Linked DNA regions of Lactuca sativa: region 2 is linked to region 1. A link is a contact called in public Hi-C data. All regions are on one chromosome and are shown on one strand. Each heading gives the region's core, a stretch centred on a gene start, on an enhancer-like site or on the middle of the called end of the contact. The rest is flanking DNA. Distances are from core to core; before and after follow the strand shown.

Region 1 (4,447 bases), core at 789-3,288:
AGGCACTGCTACAATAGGCTGTCAAAATAAAAATATAATCAACATAAAATATCAAAGATTGAAACTTTCAATTATTTAAAGAAAAGGGTAATAGGGTATTAGTATTATACCTGGGGCAAAGATGTAATTACACTCCATAACATAGCATTTTGTGGAGAGACTCCTCTTGATGCAAGAACCATACTAACAGCTAACCCTTCTGGAATATTATGAACAGCAATAGCCAAAGTTACCAAAAGACCCTGAGAAAGACCTTTTGATCCAGCAAAAGATACTCCAACTCCAGAACCTTCCCCAAAAGAATGAAGTGTCATGATCCCAATTACAAGAATAACCTTATTTGCATCTGCTCCTTTTATGTCCAACATACTCACTTCACCATAATGCTCAAGAAACTATAAAAATAATAAAAATGTAATAATACCCACAAAAGATAAGTTTTAAATGAGGTTATAGATTCAGTACATACCTGTTTACATAGCCAGATAAAGATGCCACCTGTCAAAATACCCATGACAACCCAACTACCACTACCATGATCTCTTCCTTCTTGTATCAAATCAAAACTTGCTGCTAACATAACTCCTGCAGCCATTCCATTACATATTCCTGCCCATTGAGCATCAAGTTCAACAAAGAAAAATGGCAAAGCACCCAAACCAGTAGCAGCAGCCATGGCTAATGTAAACAGAGCAACAGTGGTCACTGAAACCCTGTTGTTTGAGTTTGAGTTTGAGTTTCCACTCTTTTTTCCATCAAGTTCTTCGTTAATGGTGTTAAAGACTTCACCTAAGTTGTTTCCATCTATAACACTTCCTATGGTGTCCTTCAATGGAGCAGTTATTAGCCTCTCTGTAGTAGTAGTCTTGTTTTCTGAATCTGATGTAGCAGAAGTTGTATATAGAACTAGTGAAAAGAGAAAGAGTATGAAGATTTGTTTATGTATTGAACCCATTGTGTTTGTTCCTAATTCCTATACACAACCTAATCTATCTTGATTTCAACAGAAAATCTCCATGGTGCACTTCTTATCAACACTTCTATACCAATATTACCCTAATCACTGGGAGAAATGACTTTGAGAACTGTTTGTTAATGGAATATAGTGAATCAATCCTTCAGTTAAAACCACATCAACTCATCAAGCAAGTTCAGCTAAAGCAGAGTTCAGGTTTTTTGAATATAAACATGAATCTGCATTAGCCTTCTTGGACACTTGAGCTTGTGTGTGTCTCACCTGAAATTTCAAGAAAAAAGACGATAAAATTGGGAATATTATTATAAATCTGCACCTTATGTGGGTCATCTCAAAACGGAAACTAAAAACATTGAGCATCATCAATTTCAGAAGTCATGGGATGAATATATTTTGGAATTCTGAATTTAACCTAGATAATTCATGACTAAGTACTACACAATTTCAGAATTCATATCATCTGAGCAGCTAAGACTGTTGCCTTGAATTCTGTATTAAATCATAAAAGCAATTCTCAAGCGGAATTCTACAATTTTAGTTGGATCAACGGATCAAGAGCATTGTCTTCGTTTGAATTGAAATTTCATTCTATCACTGATTCTAGTAGACATAATTAATCACTTCTTAATTTCTTAACCTTTATTGTATCACAGATTACAACCCAAATTGATCACCCAGTTTAAAACAAAAAAATGGGAGGGATCAAAATTGTAACGCGAATCTCCAAGCTTTACAGCTAAGAAGCACAGCAATGAAGCATCCATTATCGAAACGTATTCAATTTCGGACTCCAAAAACATCTACTATAAAAAAATTAATTGATCTATGAGAAAAATGATCTGAAGAAAAAAAAACCCTAAGACCTAAAAACGTAAACCTGAGAGTATAAAAAATCAAGGATCGAACCTGCTAATCGAAGAAATCAGCCGTCATGGACAGTTATTACGGCTTCAAAAATCCCGAATGCGTAGATAGAGAGACGACTTTAACAACCCACGGATGACGGAAACGCAGATTCTGCCATGAGAGACAAAAACCGCGGTTGTGACGACGAATTCCGCGGTCGAACCCCCTGTTTTCTTATCTATTTTCACTTTCAGTCCCTATACTATTTTATTAGTTACATCCGCGTCACGATTTTTCTATAGGGTAAATTACTTTTTATACCTTCACGCGTTAATTCAAAAATAAAATTTAGAAAACTTAAAAAATGAAAACCTAGACAATATCATAACAAATCAAGAAATATAATTCTAATCATGATTGAAAGCAAACTATAATATTTATAAAAATCAAACCCAAAACCCAAGTGATATATACTTCAAACTCATTTTGTACTAGAAGTCCTTTATAATAACAAAGATTTATTAATTACAATGCAAGCAATGATACACAATAAATCAAAGTACGGTTTTTAAACGATGTTTGGGATTTTTTTTTATCTAAATTAGCTTCACATGATAAGTTAATTTGAATTTTTTATTACATAAAATATAGTTTGTTATTATGGTTTTTTGTGTTATGGTGTCCTTAATAACCATTTTGATTGTTCGGAATGAAAAAAATAACTCGTTAATAAACAAATTATCAAATTTTTACTTTTCGGTACAATATAAACTAATTTAAACATTTCTTAAACTACGTTTGGTACTTAACAAGCTTATAATGCAATTTCAAAGACCCTCAAAATATTTTTGGTTTCGTCATGACAACATGTGGAGACTACTAATGAATCTCGCCAAACTATGATTGTTATTATAAAATTTGATGTTCAAACATTACTTCAAACACCAATTTCTCCCAATAATTAAGCTCGAGATGTAGAACCATATGCCTTTTGAATTAACCTTTGACCTAATCGCATGCATTGTCGTTAACTCATGGTCTATTGATGTTACATCAACCTTCACCAGTCTCCTTCTCCTTACTGGTGTATGTCAATAAATCAATGATAGTATCTAAAGAAAAAAACAATATAGGTTATGTAACATCCAAAAATACGACCCAAAATTTTTTGTTTTAATAATAATAAAAAATCATATACTGAACGTCATATCATAAAACCATACGTCAAATATCTCAAATCATAATAAAATGTCGTGAAACAACTGTATCAAATCAGACTAAGAATCAAAACAAACTCCCAGGACAAAAACTGAAGTTGTGGTGTGTACGATGACATCATTCCGAGCTCTTCCCTTTACTTGCGGAAGTACCTGAAACCAAAACTAAAACTGTAAGCACGAAGCTTAGTGAGCTCCCCCAAACTACCACATACCATACAATGCATATAAAACACACACTGGGCCTTGCCTACTGCATCGGACCGAAGTCCGAAAACTGCATCGGATCGAAGTCAGGAACTGACTCCATCGGACCGAAGTCCGGAAACTGCATCGGACCAAAGTCCAGAACTAACTGCATCGGACCGGAGTCCGGAACTGACTGGGGCCTTGACCCCTGCATCGGACCGAAACTGACTGAAAATAGCATAGCATAAACATATCAAATAGCATAAACACATATACTGTATACTGCATCGGGCCGTAGCCCGGAACACTTAACACATAAATCCTATCTGAGCCATGAAGGCATCAGACATACTAACTACTGCATCGGACCGAAGTCCGAAACTACTGCTAACTAAACAGGCGGGCATTGTGGCCGTAGACCCATTCTTACTAGAAGGAAACTCACCTCGTAATCTGGCTGCTGAATGAACTACTCGGGAAACTGTCTGTTGCTGCTCCGGTACCTCCCCGACTACAATTTCCATAATTACGCTAAATCAATCACTGATAACTACACTGAGGGTAAAATGACTATTTTACCCCTGCTCAAAGTCAACCTATTGGTCAAAGTCAACATACAGTTGACCTGACTCATCGAGTTGGGTCACCAACTCGTCGAGTCCTTACTCTCACTTTCTTGCTTCTGCTCGCTACTACTCGTCGAGTTTGGCATAGACTCGACGAGTTCCTCTTCGATACTAACACGCAGTCAATCTGCATCCGACTCGCCGAGTTGTATGAACAACTCGTCGAGTCCTCCTTCAACACATGAACACTCTGGCTGTGACTCGCCGAGTTGTATGAACAACTGTTTGAGTCTGTTCTTGAGATATGAAGATTGCCTTGGACTCGCCGAGTCAGGGCATTGACTCGCCGAGTCCCTCTATGAATAAGTTCTATCTCCAACTCACTGAGTCCACCCATAACTCACTGGTTCCACCCGGCATGACACATAAAAGGGGAAGGAATCGGGGACTCGCGACCCGACTCGCCGAGTCTAAAGAACAACTCGTCGAGTCGTTTGCATGCAACACTACTACGATGATTCTGCTCAAATCTGATGCATATAACTTATAGATCTGGGTTCATAAAGCTTAGTTACCATGTAAAGTTTCCAACTTTACGTGTACATATGCATGAAAAAGGATTTAAAGGCTAAAAAGACACTTAAAGGAATAGA
Region 2 (4,447 bases), core at 1,008-3,507, 320 kb after region 1:
AGAAATTTGTATTACACATAAATACGAATTCGTGGACATAAACAACGTCGAAATGGAGCTCGTATGGGAAAGTTACGATTTACCGAAGAATACGAGAAAATACATGTGAGGGGTGATGTGGCTCCACAGAAACACACCATGTGGAATTTGCAGACCCCAAGTCTCCCATTTACCGGTGATCACATAGCACCACCTGATATTCGACACGTGGCACCACAAAACACATTGTGCCTATAGAGAGGCATGACATGCCCTCTGAAACCCACTATAAATAGGAGGCTAGCCCCTCCTCATTTCTTGCACCATTCTCTCTCAAGAATTTCTCCTCTCATCCTCGAGCATTTCAGTCCCTAGTGATATGACTTGTCGTTCTATATTATAGTTAGCGAACTCTGAAAGTTTCGAAAGAAGATAAGAAAGTAGGCACGGATATTCGGGCTTAGTCGAAATCAAGTAAGTTATACTTATTCCAACCTATAAATGGTTATACCATTAGTCGTTGTTATAAACCTATAAGTATTAGATTAGTCATTAATTTCGGTAAATGTTATGTTTGGTCTATGTACAGGAGAGGTGTCTAGGATAGATATATTGGTAAGGTTGTTGGATTTCAGAAAAGCTGTATGTAGAAATGGTTCTGCCTCATGACTATCTTGACTGGATGATCCTTATTTGATAGCCAAGAAAAGTATATTTGGAATTAATGAATATAGTATATCATAGGTTGAACGTATTAGTCAAGCTGTCTGCAAAACTACCTATGTTGTTGCTTCAAGGATTGTTCAAGTGAGTTTTCTCACTATACTATATATAACAATATGTATCATTGTATGATAGGATGTGATTGTTCTCTTAGACGGATAGGGTAGTTAGTCATTTGTCTGTAGTGTTAAACTATATGTTATTTAGTGTATATATATATATATATATATATATATATATATGTGTGTGTGTGTGTGTGTGTGTATGTGTGTGTGTTGATATCTTATGTTGCAAGTTGATGAGGAACCAATTTGTACTAAAGGCCAAGATAGTCAAGCGGACCAGCTTTATACTGAAGGTCTTTATGCAAATGCATTGTATATATATATATATATATATATATATATATATATATATATATATATATTGTGATATGTGAGATTTTGGAAAACTCACTAAGCATTGACTTACAATTGTTGAATAAATGTTTTTCAGGTTGTTCTTCTAATCGTGGAAACTAAAAAAGCTCCAGCATAATTGTACTCGCATCCAAGAAATAATTATGTTTTTAGACTTCCACTAAAACTTTCTTTTATATTAATAAATGTATGGTGGTGATCTTTTAATGACAAATAGGTCTTTAGAGTATGAAAATTTTATGTTAAAAATTAGGATGTTACATCTCAGTTTGTTATAAGTGACCCTATTATAATAGGAAGTGACAATATAATGTTGGTACCAATAATATGTATTTCAGATTTATGTGAGAAGTATTTTTACTCACTAAGTTTTAAGCTTACCTGTTGTTTATTAATATTTGCAAGACCTTTCGGGGTGAACAAAGGAAAAAAAAATGGTCTGACCACCATCTGCATTAAGTTTAATATGTTCGGTATGTTTTAAAAACTTTTTTAAGAAGACTTTCGCTATTACTCTAAAGCATTATGTTTTATGTGACGACGAAGGAACATTTTTTAAATGAAGTGCTACTATCATATTTAACATTTAAAAAAGGGACCTATATAAAAGTTTTAATTTTTGTTGTAAAAAGAATTAAGGTGTTACACTAGTGGTTCATCATTTGAGAGTGTTGTAAACAATGCAATGAAGATTTTCTATAATAACATCTCCTAAAGAAAATCTTCCATGATTTGCTTAAACCACTATGAGAGATGATGAATCATTTAAACCAATATGTGAAACCACATGACTCTTAGAGAAGAAATACAAATACAATAATGAATACAAATCTACATAAATGTTCAATTCGGTATAAATATATGTCACCTAGGATCATATATGAAAGTGACATACTTTTTACCTGCTCAACAATTAAGAAACATATAAGACATGAAACAAACATATGTTTTAGTTAAATTTGCAACTAAATCTTTATGATTAAGAAAATACAATATCAAAAATCAAAATGTAAAATGAACATGATTTTTAAGTGAAAGAACCGAAAATATGTTAAGCAATGGTGGCCGAAATGTAAAATGTCCCAAAGTTTCGCCTTCTAGATTGTGCATATTCCGCATGTGCAGGCCGCAGCACAATCAATTTAAAACCCCCAAGCGAATTATTTGGTCAAAACACACACACATACTATCAAATCTTCTTCGATCACTACAAAGTAAGAGAGTATTCGAGATTGAGTTTTGAAATAGCTTATAGAATTATACTCGTCGTTCACAGCCTCCTTACAGTTCTTCACAACGTTCACCTGCATCTTCCCACACCACCGACCATTTTCCCTTCTCCGCTCCAGACCTTCCATCTCCGGCGCCGGCTGCAATCTTCTCATTCTCCGATCACCTGGTAGGTCACGCTTTCTTTTTCTGGGTTGGTAAGCATATGATTTTTTTATTATTTTCTGGAATCGATGGTGCACATGAATTTCTTGTTAGATTTTGAATATAGAGGTTCATTTCTGTCTGATACGTGGTTTAATCGAATTCCTGATCTTTGGTTTGGTTTTAATCCCAATTTTCTTTTTATCAAAAATTGCTTAATTGGTTAAATAAGCAAATCCTAAACACCCTCTAAGCAAGTAAAGATAAACCCCGGAAATTCTAATTCAAAAGTAGGTAAGATTTCAGTTCAAATCGCACTAAACTATAAATCATGATTATCTTTATGCTCTCGTAACTTCAGCAAAATGTAGAAAAAGGGAGGAAATCGATATAAAAACAAGTACTTCATTTAAGATATTCTTATTATCGAAGGAGATTGGTTCCATTTGCAGTGTAAACTGCCAATTCGAGTATATTGTAACTGTAATTGGAGATGCGATTGCGATTGTGAATGTAGGTTTTCGTTATTTGGGTTTTTAATTTTATGTAATTTGATTGGGAATTTGTTTCAGTTCAAACTCGAGGTTCTCATTTAGTTGAAAGAAGTCTAGGAAGTAATCTTGGAAATGGAGGAAGTGCAACAGCAGCCGATTCAATCAGTTGGTAATCCATCAAAATCTCTTATCATCTTCCATTTTTATGATAATATTCCTTTGTTGAGAAAGTATCCCAGTTTGATAGTTGACCAAAAATGTTAAATTGGAACTCCTGTTTATAAATATATGATTGTTATGTAAGCTTTTATATATAAATTACAGGTGAAGATGGTGAAAATGAGATGATGTCTAATGGCTCTTCTATGACACATGAAACTCAACAAGATGATGAACCAGAGATTGTGATGGAAGGATCTTCATTTGTGCATGGAGGAGCTTCTGAAGATGATAAAGGTCCTCCAAAAGTTGATTCTCAAGTGGAAATCCTCCATGAAAAAGTTACAAAGCAAATCATTAAGGAAGGACATGGTGTCAAACCATCAAAATATTCAACATGCTTTTGTAAGTTCCCTGTTTTTATGGCCTTTTTTTTCAATAAAAACGATCATTTTTATATTTTTGACTTGTGAGAAATAGGAAGTAAGATTCATATATGGGTGTTTCTTTTTTACTTAATGAAAACAATGACTTAATAGATTAAGTTAAAGAAAGGAGTCTTTCCCCACTAAGTCCAACTTTTTTCAAAATTTTCCCTCGTTTGTTTTTCCTTCCATTTCCCCAAGTGTGCTTTCTTTTTTTACAAATATTTTTTTAAACATCATTTCATTTATCCATACAACATTAGTATAACCGCATGTCGATTATTGTAGTGCACTACAAAGCATGGACTGAAAGTACCCAACACAAGTTTGAAGACACCTGGCAAGAGCTACAACTAGTTGAATTGGTCTTAGGGAAAGGTATAAATACATCAAACAATTCTCACCTTTTAACTTATGTAAATGGTTTTTCTTGAATTATCGAAAAAAAAAAGTACAATGATTTAATGACTATAGAATATAGTTAAGTGGCTTACTTTTTGGCATTTGTATCGAGTATTTCCACACTTTGTCAAAAATGCTTATTCTTGGAAACTAATGTGTACCCTTTTGACATTTTTACAAGAAAGATTAGTCTAAGAAAGCCAAATCACTTGTTTTGACTTAAATTGTGGTCTCATGAAAAAACTTGGACCTTTTTGACCCTGTTCTTTTATGCCAGAGAAAAAGGAAATGACGGGATTGGCCATTGGCCTGAGCTCCATGAAATCGGGGGAGCGAGCTGTGTTACATGTGGGTTGGGAATTAGGGTATGGTGAAGAAGGAAACTTTTCTTTTCCAAATGTGCCACCTAAGGCAAATATCATCTATGAAGTTGAACTAATCGGTTTTGATGAAACAAAAGAAGTAAGTTAAC

The links. A called contact is a pair of places that touch in the nucleus more often than the background predicts.
Region 2: a Hi-C map of seed shows a contact between it and region 1, with 4 times the contacts expected there. The contact joins the promoter of LOC111908303 here to the promoter of LOC111908302 in region 1. A contact is called at or near these places in 2 of 4 Hi-C or Micro-C datasets (leaf and seed).

The regions. Positions count from the first base shown.
Region 1 is chr1:163,941,501-163,945,947 of Lsat_Salinas_v11, forward strand. LOC111908302 (putative zinc transporter At3g08650) reads right to left here and starts at 2,039. Exons shown (of 6, transcript XM_023904124.2): 1 at 1,883-2,039; 2 at 470-1,237; 3 at 111-395; 4 at 1-18. The coding sequence starts at 955.
Region 2 is chr1:164,260,456-164,264,902 of Lsat_Salinas_v11, forward strand. It overlaps LOC111908303 (peptidyl-prolyl cis-trans isomerase FKBP42), which reads left to right and starts at 2,258. Exons shown (of 8, transcript XM_023904126.3): 1 at 2,258-2,520; 2 at 3,068-3,158; 3 at 3,314-3,553; 4 at 3,862-3,951; 5 at 4,253-4,437. The coding sequence starts at 3,122.